Linked DNA regions of Muntiacus reevesi: region 2 is linked to region 1. The links are chromatin contacts, called in public Hi-C maps. All regions are on one chromosome and are shown on one strand. The core of a region is the stretch at or near the end of the contact, and the rest is flanking DNA. Distances in the headings are between cores, read along the strand shown. Region 1 holds the start of GLB1 (galactosidase beta 1). Region 2 holds the start of UBP1 (upstream binding protein 1).

Region 1 (7,543 bases), core at 1,688-4,187:
GATGCATGGGCACCTCCACAGTGGTCACCGCTGGGGGCTGGGCGGCGTTCAGCAGCCCCACCACGCTGAGCACCGTGGTCACCACCACCACCAGTGCCGGCCGGAGGGCCAGCTTCCTGGTCTTGTCAAGGCTGCCCACCGCCCTGCCGGCACGCCAGGCCAGGAGCTGGTAGGCCTGCTCCATGCCGCTGAGGACACAGAGGAAGCAGAGCATGATGACATACGCCCCAAGGCAGGTGTAGGCAACCAGGGAAAAGAGATAGGGCTCCTCGGCCACTAGAAAGATCATGGTGAAGAAGCTGGAATGCGCCAGGGCCAGGAAGGCCGCGACGATCATCTTCCAGAGCTGGAAGCAGGCTGACTCTGCAGCCGGGGAATGCCTGAGATTGCTGATGGTGCTACGCCAGATGTAGATGGAGCCGAGGAGCATGAGCGAGTTGGCAAACAGGGCGAGCTGCAGGCGGAACAGGCATCGCCAGGCCCTGAACTCCAGGCTCTCCGCCAGGTAGGACCGGGAGACAACCATGGACACGAAGACAGTGCCGGCAGCCAGGGCGGCCTTTGCGCCCAGGGACAGCTGCCTGAAGATCGCCATTGCCTCTGCTCCTAAGCGGACACCCGCCAGCTCTGTGCGTGCGAGCTCTGGAAGGTGAGTTCCTTAGATAGGACAGTGGCCAAGGACAGGTTTCCAGGTCAGCTCCGCCTGCAACCAGGAACCGGCGTCAGCTTTGTGATATGAGAGCTTTCTTGTCCCCTGTCAAAACCTGAAGGCCACTTACATCTGCCCAACCAGCCTTGAATCCAAGCCACTCAAGTACCAGTCAGTTGCTAGACTTTATTAGTGAACTACAAACACACCCGATTGTAACAGGTTGGGCAGTTTCACTCTCTTACAGTTTTCTGAGTGTTTCAAGTATTTCCACAACATGTATATGAACTTTTATAATAAGAAAAACATTATTCTAAATCAGCGGTTCTCAAAGTGTGGTCCAGGGAGACCCTCTGGCTGTTGGCGTTGGGGGGAAACGGGTGGGGGGTGTCCACTGACTGTTTTCAAAAACAGTACTAAGCCATAACCATTCTCTCATGAGTGTACAGTGGTTTCCAGAGGTTACATGACATGTGATATGGCAAAACTGAATGCAGAAGTAGCTACGAGCATTCAACAGTCGTCTATTAAGACAGACATGAATGGATCCATGTATATGTACGGCTGAGTCCCTTGACTATTCACCTGAAACTACCATAACACTGTTAATCAGCTATACCTCAATACAAAATAAAAAGTCAAGTTTGAAAAAAACAAAGTCTAATCTCTAAAAACAAAAAAGACATGAAAGAGATTTACAAAAATGTACAATGTCACTTTGTGCCCTAAAAACTGGAGAGAACAACTTACTTTTTAAAAATATATATTGTTTATTAACATATAGTTTTAAATGGTCTAACTCCTAAGACAGTTACAGTTTGAGAACCGCTGTTCTAAAGTGTAAACCAGGAAGCCATGGAAAGCTAGTCTGCTGGTATTTTTTTTAGCTGTAGGCCAAGGAGGGGAACTGAGGCAACTGACATAAAGATTCCTGGGGTGGAGCCAGTCTCCTGGTTGGTTCTCCTAGCTGGCTGGCTCCCAGACAAAAAAAAAACTGTGCAAGGGAACTACAGACCTGGATAGACAAAGGTTAGCAAATATTCATTTGAGGTGACCTTTTCCCATTAAGACCCCAAACGAAAATATTTTCAGCAGTTGCTTTCCAAGTAAGATTCTCAATCTTGCTTTTAGATAAATGTAGGCCTTTTTTTCTTGTTTCTGTTCTAGGCACTTTATTAAAAAGCCTCTTATCAGAAGGTGTAATTTGCAAGTCAAGTTCACCAGCTTCTACTTATAAAACAAGCCCCAGACTCAGCCCACCGGAACTCTGGAGGAACCAAAATTAGTTCCCGTAAAGTGCAGAGAGAAAGGCGCCCGTTTCAGGTCCCCGCTCTCATCTCCCAGCTCAGATCTCCCCACCCCCACCTTTCCAAAGCCAGGATGCTGACCTGCACAGGAGCGACCCCGAGTTCCCTCGGTCCCTACCTTAGCTCTGCCGGGCGGACTGAGGCTGTCCTCTCGCAGTTGTGCACGACTCCCCCCCTTCCCCGCCCCCTCCCCAGCACACACCTCGCCCGGCCAGACCTCCCTCTAGCAGCGCTGGCGGCCACCTGCAGCCTGCCCCTTGCCCACCGTCAAACGCTGAAGCTTTGAAAAATCCAAGTTTTAAAAGTAGGCGGAGGGAAGTGGCGACACGGGCAAGAGACGTCCTCAAAGAGAACACCCCGAAGGTAATTAATCCAATGTTCCCATTGCCGGGGCCTCTCTTGACCCCACTATTCTCCTTCCGGAGCGCACCGCAGAGCGCAGGCAAGCGAGGCGCGCCAAGCCCGAGCCTCCGGCGCCCTCCAAGAACGCGCACAGCTCAGAATCCCACTCCCGGAAACCCGCAAAGCTGGAAAGCACCTCATCTCAGCCCTTGGTTGCACCGATAAGGAAGTGGCTCTCGGCGACAGAGGCGGCAGGAGCGGAACTCACGAGCGACAGAGCTGCTGGTAAGGACGCGCGCCCCGCCCCGCCCGGCCCCGACGGGAAGGCCGGCCCACTGCCTGAGCTTCCCCGGGAGCCGGGCGGGCCCGGGCGTGCCTCGGGGTCCCAGGACCTCCGCCCTGCGGGGCCCCAGGTGGCCGCAGCCCCAGCCCGGTTCCCCGCCAGCCTTCCCCCGATTCATCATTTGTGCGCGGGGGTCCTGTGGACTTACGTGCAAACCATGCGCAGAGCCCAGCAGCAGCGGCACCAGCTGCAGGGCGAGGAGGCGAACGACCCCCGGCATGTCCACTCTCGGGCCTCTCGGCTCCGCAGTCAGCCCGGGCAGCCGGTCGGCGTCACTTGACCGAGGACCGGGGCCTGGCCCCGCCCCGCGCCGGCCCCGCCCCGCGCCCCGCCCCGGCCCGCCGCCGCAGCCGCGGAGCCCGGAGCCGGGGCAGGCGAGTGCCTGGGGCCACGCGCGGCCGCGTGACTCCAGGGCAGTGTTATCTGACCCCGGCCGGCCTCCGCCGGAGGGAGGAACCTTTTGCAAAGACACTCAGGAGTACTCGCTGTCAGCAGCTTGATAACGCACCTCGGGTTTGGACCTTAACAAGGGTCTCCTTGCTTCCCGGCTCCCTGGACACGACAGAAACGGGCCAGATAGACCTAAGTGGACTAGATGGATCCTCAGCCCTTCATAGGGGCAGTCTGGAAAACATCCAGGGGTCCGCCAAGTGTGGTCCCTGAACCAGTCTTCTATCTGGTACGTGTTAGAATTGGAAGGAACAAGGCCTCGCCCAAGAAACCCTAGGGATAGGGTCCAGAAATCTATTTTTACAACCCTCCAGGTCATTCTGACAGCACGCAAAGCTTGAGAACCATTATTCCAGGTTACTGATACATTAAAAGGTGTGGTTCAACTGTGGCAAAATCTTCAGGAATGCCTACCCTCAAGGCACCCGGGTCTGCGGAATTTTTATTTCATGCTGGATTTTGAGAGATAAGAGTACCAACGGCTCCCATCTTTCAGTTTTGCTTTTAAGCCACTCAACATCCCTGTAATGCAAACAGGTCTGTCAAGTAGAATAAAATATCTAGTATGATCTCTTTTTTACACTTGGGGAAAGGGAGACTCTACTGTGAGTTAACCAGTCCAGGACTGCTGGTTACCCCTAGATCTGAACCTGAACTTGTCTTTTCCTACCTGGTTGCCAAAACTCTCTGCAAATCCCCCCTTTGCATTGCTGCACTTTAATCAACTTTAATCAAAACTGAGTCTCAGAGGAAGGCGGGTTTAGGGAAATCGCTTTCAAATGTATGTATACATATTTTCCAGCTTTATTGAATTACGTTAACATTCTACTGTTGTGGAATCCGGAATCACGGAAACACACCTCAAAGGACACAAGACAATGTGAAGTGCCATTTATTATGCCAGCAGGTCCAAGGGGAATCAGTTCCCAACAAGGACCTTGATGTTTCCCAGAGGCCCAGTTTTATAATGCTCCCCACCCCCACCCCCACCACGGGAGTGGTTACAAGTTAGCAACCTCTTTGTTGTGTATGACTGAGTTTTACAACAAGTAGGTGCTAGAAGAACAAACAATTAAGGTTAAAGGGGGGGAACAATGATTATACATCAATGGGGGATATCTCCATGGTTAATCTAACAGGGGCAGCCTGAGTCAACTACAGTCTTCCTTTGCCATCTGTAGGGAGGAAAGTCTCCAGGGGACCTGGTTTTCATTAGCAATGGTTTTCTCATTCTTGGGCAGGATTCAGGCCCAGTTTACATCCTGTCTTTAAGATGGATGACAGGCTTCAAGGTGGAGTCTCTCCTGCTTTCCTCACACTGGCCCCAACACTACAAAATGCACTCATGTTAAATATATTCACTTGCTGATGGTTTAGTCGCTAAGTTGTGTCCGACTCTTTGTGACTGCAGGGACTGTAGTCCACCAGGCTTCTCTGTCCTTGGGATTTCCCAGGCAAGGAACCTGGACTAGGTTGCCATTTTCCTGCTCCAGGGAATCTTCCCCACCCAGGGATGGAACCCAAATCTCCTACATTGCAGGCAGATTCTTTAACACTGAACCGCTAGGGAAGCCCATATTGTTAACTTGAGACTTGAGGTTAACAGTAACAGTATAAGGTTAGGGGATTCCCTGGTGGTCCCAGGATTCGATCCCTGGTAGGGGAACTAAGATCCCACAAGCCAAACTGCAAGCACCAACCCCCCAAAAAAATTACAGTTTATTGATAGACTCCTTGACTAAACTTTAACTAGGCTTCTCTGACTAGAGAGACTCTTCTAGACTCTTCTAGACCTGGATCTTGGCCTTCTGTGCCTGACCTGTCCTTGCCTGCCCCGAATTGTCCAGTCTTAGAAAATTAGCAAAAAAAAAAAAAAATTCTTAGCAAAGAATCCTGCTAAATCAGTTTGGGAATAATCCCCCAGTTCTTGTTATCTGATCAAGTTACTCATCCCCATCCCACCTCTTCTTGACATCTAACTCTTTGACTAACCCTTAGCAAGAATCCCTTGAGACCTCATCTTACAATTTTCCACCCACAAGCCCCTAACTCTGCTGGTTATAAATCCCCAGCTCTCTTTGCTGTAGTTAGAATTGAGACCCATCCGTCTCCACCTGTGGTAGTAGAATTGAGCGTTATTAGAAAAATCTTGAAGAAAATCTTCCTTACCACTTTAGCAAGTATCCAATTTTTTTCTTTAGCACTATTTTTTTTTTTTTTTTACAATTTGCAGACCTTTTTCAAACTTAGTCTGGTTTTTAACAATGAGAGTGATGGTTATCAAAGACAAGATTAGTGGTTATGGGACTTCTCTGGTGGTCCAGTGGCTAAGACTCTGAGCTTCCAATGCAGGGGGCCAGGGTTCGATCCCTGGTCAGGGAACTAGCTCCCACAGCAGCACATGCTGCAACTAAGAGCTTGCATGCCACAACTAAGACCTGGCACAGCCAAGTAAATAAATAAAGTAATAATAATAAAGAATAGTAATAACTTATGAGAGTGAGGGCCTGAAATGGAAAGGGCCCCCCAAATTTTGTATCTTGAACTAGAGCATGGTTACAGGAGTACTCGCCACTTAGTCATTCATGTTTTGTGTCACTTCCTGTATCTTCTTCTTCCTTTTTTTTTTTTTTTTTTTTTTGACCTTGCCTCAATGTGTGATCTTAGTTCCCCACTGAAGGACTGAACCTGTGCCGCCTGCAGTGGAAACACAGAATTCTAACCACTGGACTGCCAGGGAATTCCCTGTAATTGTTTTTAAAATTAGCTTAAAAGTTATTTGGGGGGCTTCCCTGGTGGCTCAGTGGTAACGAATCCACCTGATAATGGAGGAGACACGGGTTCAGTCCCTTTTCTGGGAAGATCCCACATGCTGCAGAGCAATTAAGCCTGTGTGGAGGACCTGCGTGCTGCAAGGACTGAAGCTCGTGTGCCTAACGCCTGTGCTCCACAAGAGAAGCCACTTCAGTGGGAAGCCCATGTATCGAAACTACAAAGTAGCCCCCACTCTCTGCAGCTAGAGAAAGCCCACCCAGCAACGAAGACCCAGCACAACCAAAAATAAAAATAAAGAAACCTTAAAAAAAAAAAAAAGATGCAGCGGACTTCCCTGGCTGTACAATGGTAGAACTCCATACTTTCACTGCAGGGGGAGACGGTTCAGTCCTTTGTCTGCTAAGAACTAAAACCCCACAAGCCTTGAGGCATGGCCAAAAAAAAAGATATGAGATCCAAATGTTAGCATCCATGAGTAAAGTTGTATTAGACTACGACCCCTTCTGACCCTCTACGTCCTGCTTGGGACTGCTTTGGGATCACAACGGCAGTCGAGCAGCTGAAACAGAGCCTTTGTTGTTCTTATTCAGTCCCTAAGTTGTGTCCAGCTCTTTGCAACCCCATAAACTGCAACACACTAGACTCCTCTGTCCTCCACTATCTACCGGAATCTGCTCAAATTCATGTCCATTGAGTCAGTGATGCTAGCCATCCCTCTCATCCTCAGCCTCCCTTGTCTCCTTTTGCCTTCAGTCTTTCCTAGGATCAGAGTCTTTTCCAATGAATCCACTTTTGCATCAGGTGCCCAAAGTACTGGAGTTTCAGCTTCAGCATCTATCCTTCCAATGAATATTCAGGGTTAATTTTCTTAAGGACTGACTGGCTTGATCTCCCTAACGTCCAAGGGACTCTCAAGAGTCTTCTTCGGCACTCAGCTTTCTTGATGGTCCAACTCTCATATCCATACATGACTACTAGAAAAAACATAGCTTTGTACCAACCTTTGTTGGCAAAGTGATGTCTCTGCATTTTAATTCACTGGCTAGGTTTGTCATAGCTTTCCTTTATGAGCCATAAAACCTAAAATGGACTGTATCTGGCCCTTTACAGTAGAAGCTTGCCCAGGGAGTATAGATAGCAGTTTGTTTCTGAGATTTTAGTGCCAGACTCTGTGTTACAGTTGAACTGGAAGTGATAATCGCCGTGGTTGTGCTAAAGGCTTTACCAGCAGTGAGTCAGTCTGCGTCAAAACCTAGTTGCGTGTTATTATCCACATTTCACGGATGAGAAAACCGAGTCAGAGCGGAGGTACGTGCCAGGAGCCACAGAGCCAGGGAAGTGATGGGCTCTCTAGTCTCATTGCCTGACTGTAAACACCAAGTTATTTTTTATCCTTATTTTTTATTGAGGTATAGTTGATTTACGATGTTATGTTATTAATAGTTTCTGGAGTATAGCAAAGTGGTTCCAGTTTATTTATATACATACATATATATATATAAATGTTCTTTTTCACATTTTTTTCATTATGGTTTATTGGAGCCCGGGTTATCTTCACAAGGCCATGATGCTTCTGTGCCTGCTCTGTTTGTAGTTTCTGTCTAGGTGCGCACACACAGTATGTGCCGCTGTGTTCTGCAATGTTCAGCTGTGTGCAGCTGACTCTGCGACCCCATG
Region 2 (7,543 bases), core at 2,273-4,772, 270 kb after region 1:
ACTTACTATAAATTATACATATTTTGCAAACCCTTAAGATGGAATGAAAATTACCAGGTGGCCCAAAAGAACTTACTAGAAGAGTTTTATTGAGTTTTACTTTTTCGAGTCCTTTGGTTATCTGCTCCTTACTTCACAGAACATGTATGACCCAGATTTCAAGTTACAATGGGTTTCAGCCTTCATTCAGTGAGGGGAAACTCAGTCCTCTGTTGAAACGGTAGTGCCACTGACAATCACTTTACTAACAATCACTTTAACATCTACCAGCTTAGGTTTACTCACTTAGAACAGGGCTGGCCAATGAGCCTTCTAAGGTCTCTGACCATCTCTAGACTTCTGATGCTGTAACTTAGATTTTAAAAAATACTTATGACCTGCCTCATTTCAAACAGCATCTGCAGCAGCCTATCCCTTATATACAAATGGGGTACTGGCTACACACAGAAGAAAAACACACAGTGAAGATTGGAGTGTAGAGAACAAAAGGGAAGAAGCAAGGATTTTACCAGAAATTAGCCTCATCATAATCCAATACTATCAGCCTACATTGTTTAATGCAAACATACATTTCAAAACAGGCCATTGAGAGAAACCACAGGTTTCCTTCATGCTGTCTTCCCCCAAAGCTGAAGCAATCATTTCCTACAAGAAGTATTTAGAAATACCTCTTGATTTAAGCATTTAAAAAGCACATGCAGTAAGCAGACTTCACTCTGAAAATGGAAAGTTGACTCCAGAGCAAATTTGTATCAAGAAGTCGCTTTTCCAGTAATTTTAAGTTGAGCACCTCAAGTTTACTTCTTGAACTTGAGAGAAGAAATGAAATAGACAAAAATCACAAGCCTTATCTCCCTGGAACTCGGGCATGTCCTGCTTTCCTGATGCCTAAGGAGGCCACTGCCCTGCAGAGCAGAGAGGCTTGGGCACTCCCAGCTACAGGACCAGGCATGGGAAGCACAAGGGCCATCAAAGGAGGTCTGCAACAGCCCCAAGCTTTCTTCAGACCTTCTCTAGATCAGGGCAATCTTGGAATCTGCCCAAGCTCGTATTTCAAATGAAGAGCCTTGAATTTGCAAGAGGCAAGTAGTCTCCTGGCTCTTCTCAGATTTTGAGGACCCAAATAAATCCAAAAAAATAAACAGGCTCCTTAAAAGTGGTATTTGCCTTCAAAGACACTTGAAAATTCAGAGTAAAAGACATACACCATGGAACCACTAACTGAAGACAATCACTGGAAAAAAGTTTCCTCATGGAAAGTGTTGTTTAAAGACACAGAATTACAAAGATGTCAGACATTAAAAGAACAAGGTAGTAAAAAGGCTTAATATCAAAATTCTCTTTCTAGGCCACAAACAAAATGTTCATTAGTTGGCTGAAACAAAAGGCCAACTAATGAATCTAGTTCTGAAACAAACAGAACTCTAGAAATCTAAAGAAGTCTCTCAATAACAGCTCACAATAGCCCTCAATAAGCAAAGCTCTCAGCAGCAGACCTTCACTAACCCTGATTGAGAATAGACACTGAATTTGCCTCACCTGCTCTCTGCCTTGCCTGCAAGTCCAGGGTCTCCAGGAGCACCATAGCTCCTGTTCCCGCTAGGGAACAGTGCCTCTAGTACTGCCTACAGGAGTGACCCTATGATTTTCAGGAGCTCAATTTCCTCAACAACTAAGACAGTTGTTCTAGAAAATAAGCCACCTCATCCAGAGCCCTCAGGCTGCACAGCTGCAGAGACAGGAAGTGCCAAGTTCAGGAAGACCTGCACAGATCAGGTCAGGGTCACAGACTGGTGACCGAAGGCTTTTCTCCAGGCGCTTCTACACCCTACAAGCCATCTCCACCTTTCAGCTCAGAGTTTCCCTTGAAGATTGAAAAGCTGAATTATTTCAGGGAGTAGTCCCTACCATTCGAGGCCTGCTCTGACCCAGAAGGCTTTCTTCTTTTCATTCTTTCTGTCCTTCCCCTAGAGCTGCAGTGAGAAATTGGACAGCACTTTCAAGACACCAGGCGTTAAAGACCATCTATGGAAAATCTCACTTAATTCGCACCAAGGAAAAGCTTGCCTAACCACTGAAATCTACACTTCAATCGGATGAATGTATAGTATGCACACTGTTTTTCCATAAAAAGTGCTACAAAATAAAAACAGAGCTACCAAACTGGTAGGAAAAAAACAAGCGAATTTTCTTCAGGATCAAGGCAAGAGGCTAAGCTCAGATGTGTTTCATACCTCTCAAAATTAAACTAAACGAACGGCTGCTTGTACAGAGAGCAGAGACTAAACAAACTCTTGTTTTTGTGGTGTAATCAGTGCATCCTCAAGCCTTGTTCAAAAGGAAACAGCCTCGGAGGGTATTACCCCTCAATGAAAAAAAAACCTCACTTTGAGACAATAAAAAACAACAGAACCTAAGTTAAAGTGCTATTTCTCCCATGCAGATACTTCCAGTTATGATATACTTACTATGGGAATAACAAGAGATTAAAATTTGTAACCAGGAAAGACCACAATGTAGAACAGAGTAGGAACTGATACCAAAACCTTGGAGAGTGTTTCCCAACACAAGCCCTACCATTTCGCACACCTTATTCCAGTTATAAGTGGCTTGTAAATCATTTGCCAAGGCGAGGCAGCCCCTTCCCCCAACTCGAGTCATTCTAACAGCGGGGCGTATTTTACAGCAAAACTGTAGCCCTCAGGAGCGGCCCGCGGGGCCGAAGCCTGCGGGGCCGCCCTCCGTCGCCCGCCACCGCGGTGGGCAGAGGCCCGCGGGGCTCCATGGCGCGGGCAGAGGCCCAGGGTCGTGCAGGCCCTTCCCAAGGAGACGGAGGCTTCCGCCCGCCCGCCCCCGGGCACTGGTACCTCATGCTGTAGGCGCCGGCGCCCAGCTCCTGCCCGATGCCCGAGAGGCTGGCGTCGAAGTCGTGCACCAGCCCGGACTCTATCACCTCGTCCATCTTGAGCACCCAGGCCATCTTCCGGCCTCGCCGCCGCCCGGCGCGCGGCGCGGTCTCCGCGAGCGGGGCGCAGGGGCCGGAGCTCCGCGGGCGCGTCCTGAGGGAGGGCGCGGGTGAAGCCTCCGGCGGAGCGGCGAGTGGTCACCAGCAGCGGCCCGGGCGGCGGCCGGGATGAGAACAGCCGGGGCCGCGCGGGCAGGGCACGGCGAGCCCGGCGAGCAGCTGCAGCGGGAGCGGCCGGGCCGCCGGCAGCGCCTCCCTCCCGCGGGCGCCGGCCCCGCGCCTCATGCCGCCGCCGCCGCCCACCCCCTGCGCCGCTAGCGCTAGCGCCGCCGCTGCCGCCGCCCGCCCCGCCCCGAGGCCCCCGGTCGCATCCTCCCCGGGAACGCGCGGGAGCCGGAGCGCGGCCCGCCCGTCACCCTACCACCGGCCTCGACCCCCCGGCCCTCGGCCCGCCCGCCCCGGCTCGAGCGCCCCGCCGCCCCGGCCCACCCCGCCGACGCCGCACCGCCGGCCCGAAGGCTGGTTTCTACGAGGCTCCGACTCGAGCTCGCTCGCCGCTTCCGCCTCCCGCGGCCCCGCCCCGGCCGCGGCCCCGCCCCCGCGCTCGCCCCGGGCCAGGCCCGCCCCGCACCGCCCGGGGTTTCGGGGCACTCCCGACACTTAGCTGTGAGGGAAGCGTGGGGCAGAGTCGTGCGGCCCCGCCCACACGGCAGGTTCCCAGCCTCCGCGGCCTGGCGGCCTCCCTGCACGCCAGCCCGGGAAGAGGCGGAGCCAAAGGGCCGCCCGTTTCCGCAAATCCCGAAAGGCAGGCTGATTGACAGGCGACCTGAACAATAATGGCAAGCGCCTGATCGAGGCTCCCGTGAGTCCCCGTGCCTCTCTACTAAACCACCAATCAAAATCTTCTTCCTCTTGGGCGGGTTCTAGGACTGAATTTGCTGCCAAAAGAGAGAATTTATTGGGCCGTACTGGAGGAAGCCGCCCTAAACCCCACTTCTGGAGGTGTTTTGATCTCATGTGGTCTTTGTGGGTAGTTTCTGGGTTTTGCCCACTCTATAGATGGCGAAATGGGTTAGGCGTCTTAGCCATTAGCGGACTATTGGCTGTTCAACTCCCTCTCTGGGGGCTGAACGACCCGTTAGGCAGAAAGTCTTGACTGACGTGAGTGCAAGCCAATCAATGCTCCCGAGAAAGGGCTCCGGAAAGTTATCTCGACTACTAACTACCCTGAGCAGTTTGGCGAGCTTGAGTTAAAGGAGGAGTTCGGTCTCAGGCTGTTATGCTGTTGTTACTGTTTATGGCTCTGGAGTTCACTGGTCATAGGGGTATTCCCATCCAGGGTCTTTCCTGTCGAGTCAAGGATACCCATATTCATGTCTATTGCTGATGCTGACTGTGGACCCGGACCTCAGTTGGGCTGTTGAAATACCTACATGTGGACTTTCCGTGTGGTCTTGACATCCATACAGCTCGGCAGCTGGAATCCAAAGGCAAGTTCCAAAAGACAAGTAGAAGTTACTGGTGTTTTAGGACAAAGATTCTTTGCTTGAGCGAACTTGAGTCAGGCTCCCAATCTTCTCCTGTCCTATCTGTAAAATTCAGGTCTAGCAGGAAGGAGTCATTTTAGGAACTCTTTATTTCTGTATCTGATCAGATTCCTTAGTCTCCACCATCACCTAGGTAATATCTGATCACTCTTGCCTGCCTTCAACAAGAAATCTATTAGGTGGGTTCAACCAGAAACCCCCTTACCTTTTATGTTTCCTCTTAGCAATTTTCCATCCGCTGACCTCTGCCCTCCTCCTTGGCTTTAAATTCCCATTTAGAGAATTTGCTGTATGTGGGTTGAGCTCAGTCTCCTTGGGCTTTCCAGGTGGCGCTAGTGGTAAAGAATCCATCTGCCAATGCAGGAGAAGCATGAGGTGCAGTTTCAATCCTTGAGTTGGGAAGATCCCCTAGAGTAGGAAATGGCACCCCACTGCCTGGAAAATTCCATGGGCAGAGGAGCCTGGTGGGATACTCCTTGCACTGAAGAGTCAGACATGACTGAGCACACACGTCTCAAGATGGCTGTCACAGCTCTAGATATTACATCTATTTTGGGGCTTCCCAGGTGACTCAGATGGTAAAGACTCTCCCTGTAATGTACAAGACCCAAGTTCAATCCCTGGGTTGGGAAGATCCCTCGGAGAAAGGAATGGCTACCCACTCCAGTATTCTTGCCTGGTGAATTCCATGGACAGAGGAGCCTGGCGGGCTACAGTCCATGGGGTTGCAAAGAGTTGGACACAACTGACTGACTAACACTTTGATTTCAGTCCTGTTGAGCCCAGTCTCCCCAACTGCAAAATTCCTTTGCCGTGGTCCCTGTACCTATAATCATGGTCCGTCCATCTTTAACAATTATCATCGGTTTTTTTCCCCTTAACACTTAAGGCCTGGGACCAGAAACTGATACAGAATCTTTATTCTACATTGTATTCTATTAGTCAAGCAGCCACAGAATCAGATTGATGGGCGGAGAGTTAAATCATTTGAGGATCATGTCTTAAAACTTCCAGAATCACCCTCTGACCACAAATGTTTTGCATTCTTTCCACATGCAGCATAAACTCGTCTTCTCCCCAGGCCCATGTGAAGTTCTCATTCCACTACAGCATTAAGTTCCAAAATCTTGTGAGGTCCTGGAGCAGATGAGGCTCTTGGATGTAGTTTCTTGGGTGTAATTCAAGTGGTTCCTCTCCATTTGAAGTTCTGTGAATTAAAAAGACAGCAGATCTGCACCAATCACTACCACAATGATGAGAGATGCACAGGAGACTGCCTCTATAGGCATTTCCCTTCTAAAAGGACAGCAATAAAAGGCACACAGTAGTTACTAGTCCATAAAAATTCTGAAGTCTAACTGGGTAAATACTGTTGGTTCCTTGATTAGGATTCTGTCAACTTCCTGGGAATACTCAGTGGCTCTTTTCTCCACCTACTGGGCTCTTGGCTGCACCTTCTGAGTTGTCCTTCCAGTTCCATAAAAAGTAGCCCATGTTTACAGCTAACTCGTTTTCTCAGCTGCTTCCTGTCCATAGTTCTGCAGGTCTGAAGACCTCTCTTCACATTGTACTGTCCCTGTCCCTTCCAATCTAAGCTGATACAATTCATTTTTAAACTTTGTAGGTCTTTTGAATCAATTTATAACCTACTCCAATAAGCAAAAACTGCACCAACACATTGTGGGGGGAGGTGCAGCTTAATTGTATTGTTCTGGTTCAGTTTCTTATAAAGTCACAGTCATGACGTTCAGGCTGCAGTCGTGAAGGCTTAACCAGGCAAGAGGGTCCACATCCAGAAACCTCAGTGACTCAATGTTTGGGACCACAAGGCTGCTTGTTGTTGAGTCACCTAGTAGTGTCTGACCCTTTGAGACCCTACGGACTGCAGCGCACCTGGCCTCCCTGTCCCTCACCATCTTCCGGAGTTTGCCCAAGTTCATGTTCAATGGATCAGTGATGCCATCCAGCCATCTTATCCTCTGATGCCTTCTTCTGCTCTCCATCTTTCCCAGCATCAGGGACTTTTCCAGAGAGTTGTCTGTTTACATCAGATGACCAAAATACTGGAGCTTCAGCTTCAGCATCAGTCAATATTCAGAGTTGATCTCTCTTATGATTGACTGCTTTGATCTCCTTGCTGTCTAAGGGACTTTCAGGAGTCTTCTCCAGCACCGCAGTTTGCAGGCATTAATTCTTTGGTGTTCTGCTTTCTTTATGGTCCAGCTCTCACAAACATACATGACCATATGTTGGGAAGACCATAACCTTGACTATACAGACTTTTGTTGGCAGAGTAATGTCTCTACTTTTCAGTACACTGTCTAGGTTTGTCATCACCTTCCTGCCAAGAAGCAATTGTCTTCTGATTTCATGGCTGCAGTCACCACCCACAGTGATTTTGGAGCCCAAGAAGAGGAAATCTGTCACTACTTCCATCTTTTCCCCTTCTGTTTGCCATGCAGTAATGGGGCTGGATGACATGATCTTAGTTTTTGAATATTTAGTCTTAAGCCAGCTCTTTCACTGTCCTCCTTCACCCTCATCATGAAGAGGCTCTTTAGTTCCTCTTTGCTTTCTGCCATTAGAGTGGTATCACTGCAGATCTGAGGTTGTTGATGTTTCTCCTGCTTATCTTGATTCCAGCTTGTATCTCATCCAGCCTGGCATTTCTCACGTATAGGTTAAACAAGCAGGGTGACAGCAGACTCCTTTGCTGCTTGGGTGTCCTCAAAACATGCCACTGGCCCCTCCTGAGAGAGCTAATTCTTAGATATGTTGATAAGGAGTCCGGGGCCCTCAAGGAGGAAAGGGTCCAGGGCTCTCGTGGAGGGGAAAGGGGTCTAGGGCTCTCAAGGAGAAAGAGACAAAACCATCTTTTGAAGGGACGAATGTCAAAGAGTTGGTAGATGTATTTTTAACCAGAAGAGTCACATTCATCATTATCGCTTAATAGGTTTTTGAAGGCACTAAAATAGAAGAATTAGATCAGAAATTCAAGGTATAAAAATGGAAAGAAGGAGGTTAAAATTAT

The links. Hi-C and Micro-C count contacts between places; a contact is called where the count stands out from the background.
Region 2: a contact with region 1 is called in a Hi-C map of muscle, with 2.4 times the contacts expected there. The contact joins the promoter of UBP1 here to the promoter of GLB1 in region 1. A contact is called at or near these places in 2 of 3 Hi-C or Micro-C datasets (blood and muscle).

Annotation. Positions count from the first base shown.
Region 1 is chr4:67,347,099-67,354,641 of mMunRee1.1, forward strand. GLB1 (galactosidase beta 1) reads right to left here and starts at 2,938. Exons shown (of 16, transcript XM_065932930.1): 1 at 2,790-2,938. The coding sequence starts at 2,861. It overlaps TMPPE (transmembrane protein with metallophosphoesterase domain), which reads right to left and starts at 2,609. Exons shown (of 2, transcript XM_065932942.1): 1 at 2,495-2,609; 2 at 1-703. The coding sequence starts at 595.
Region 2 is chr4:67,618,424-67,625,966 of mMunRee1.1, forward strand. It overlaps UBP1 (upstream binding protein 1), which reads right to left and starts at 3,523. Exons shown (of 17, transcript XM_065932932.1): 1 at 3,455-3,523; 2 at 2,868-3,059. The coding sequence starts at 2,980.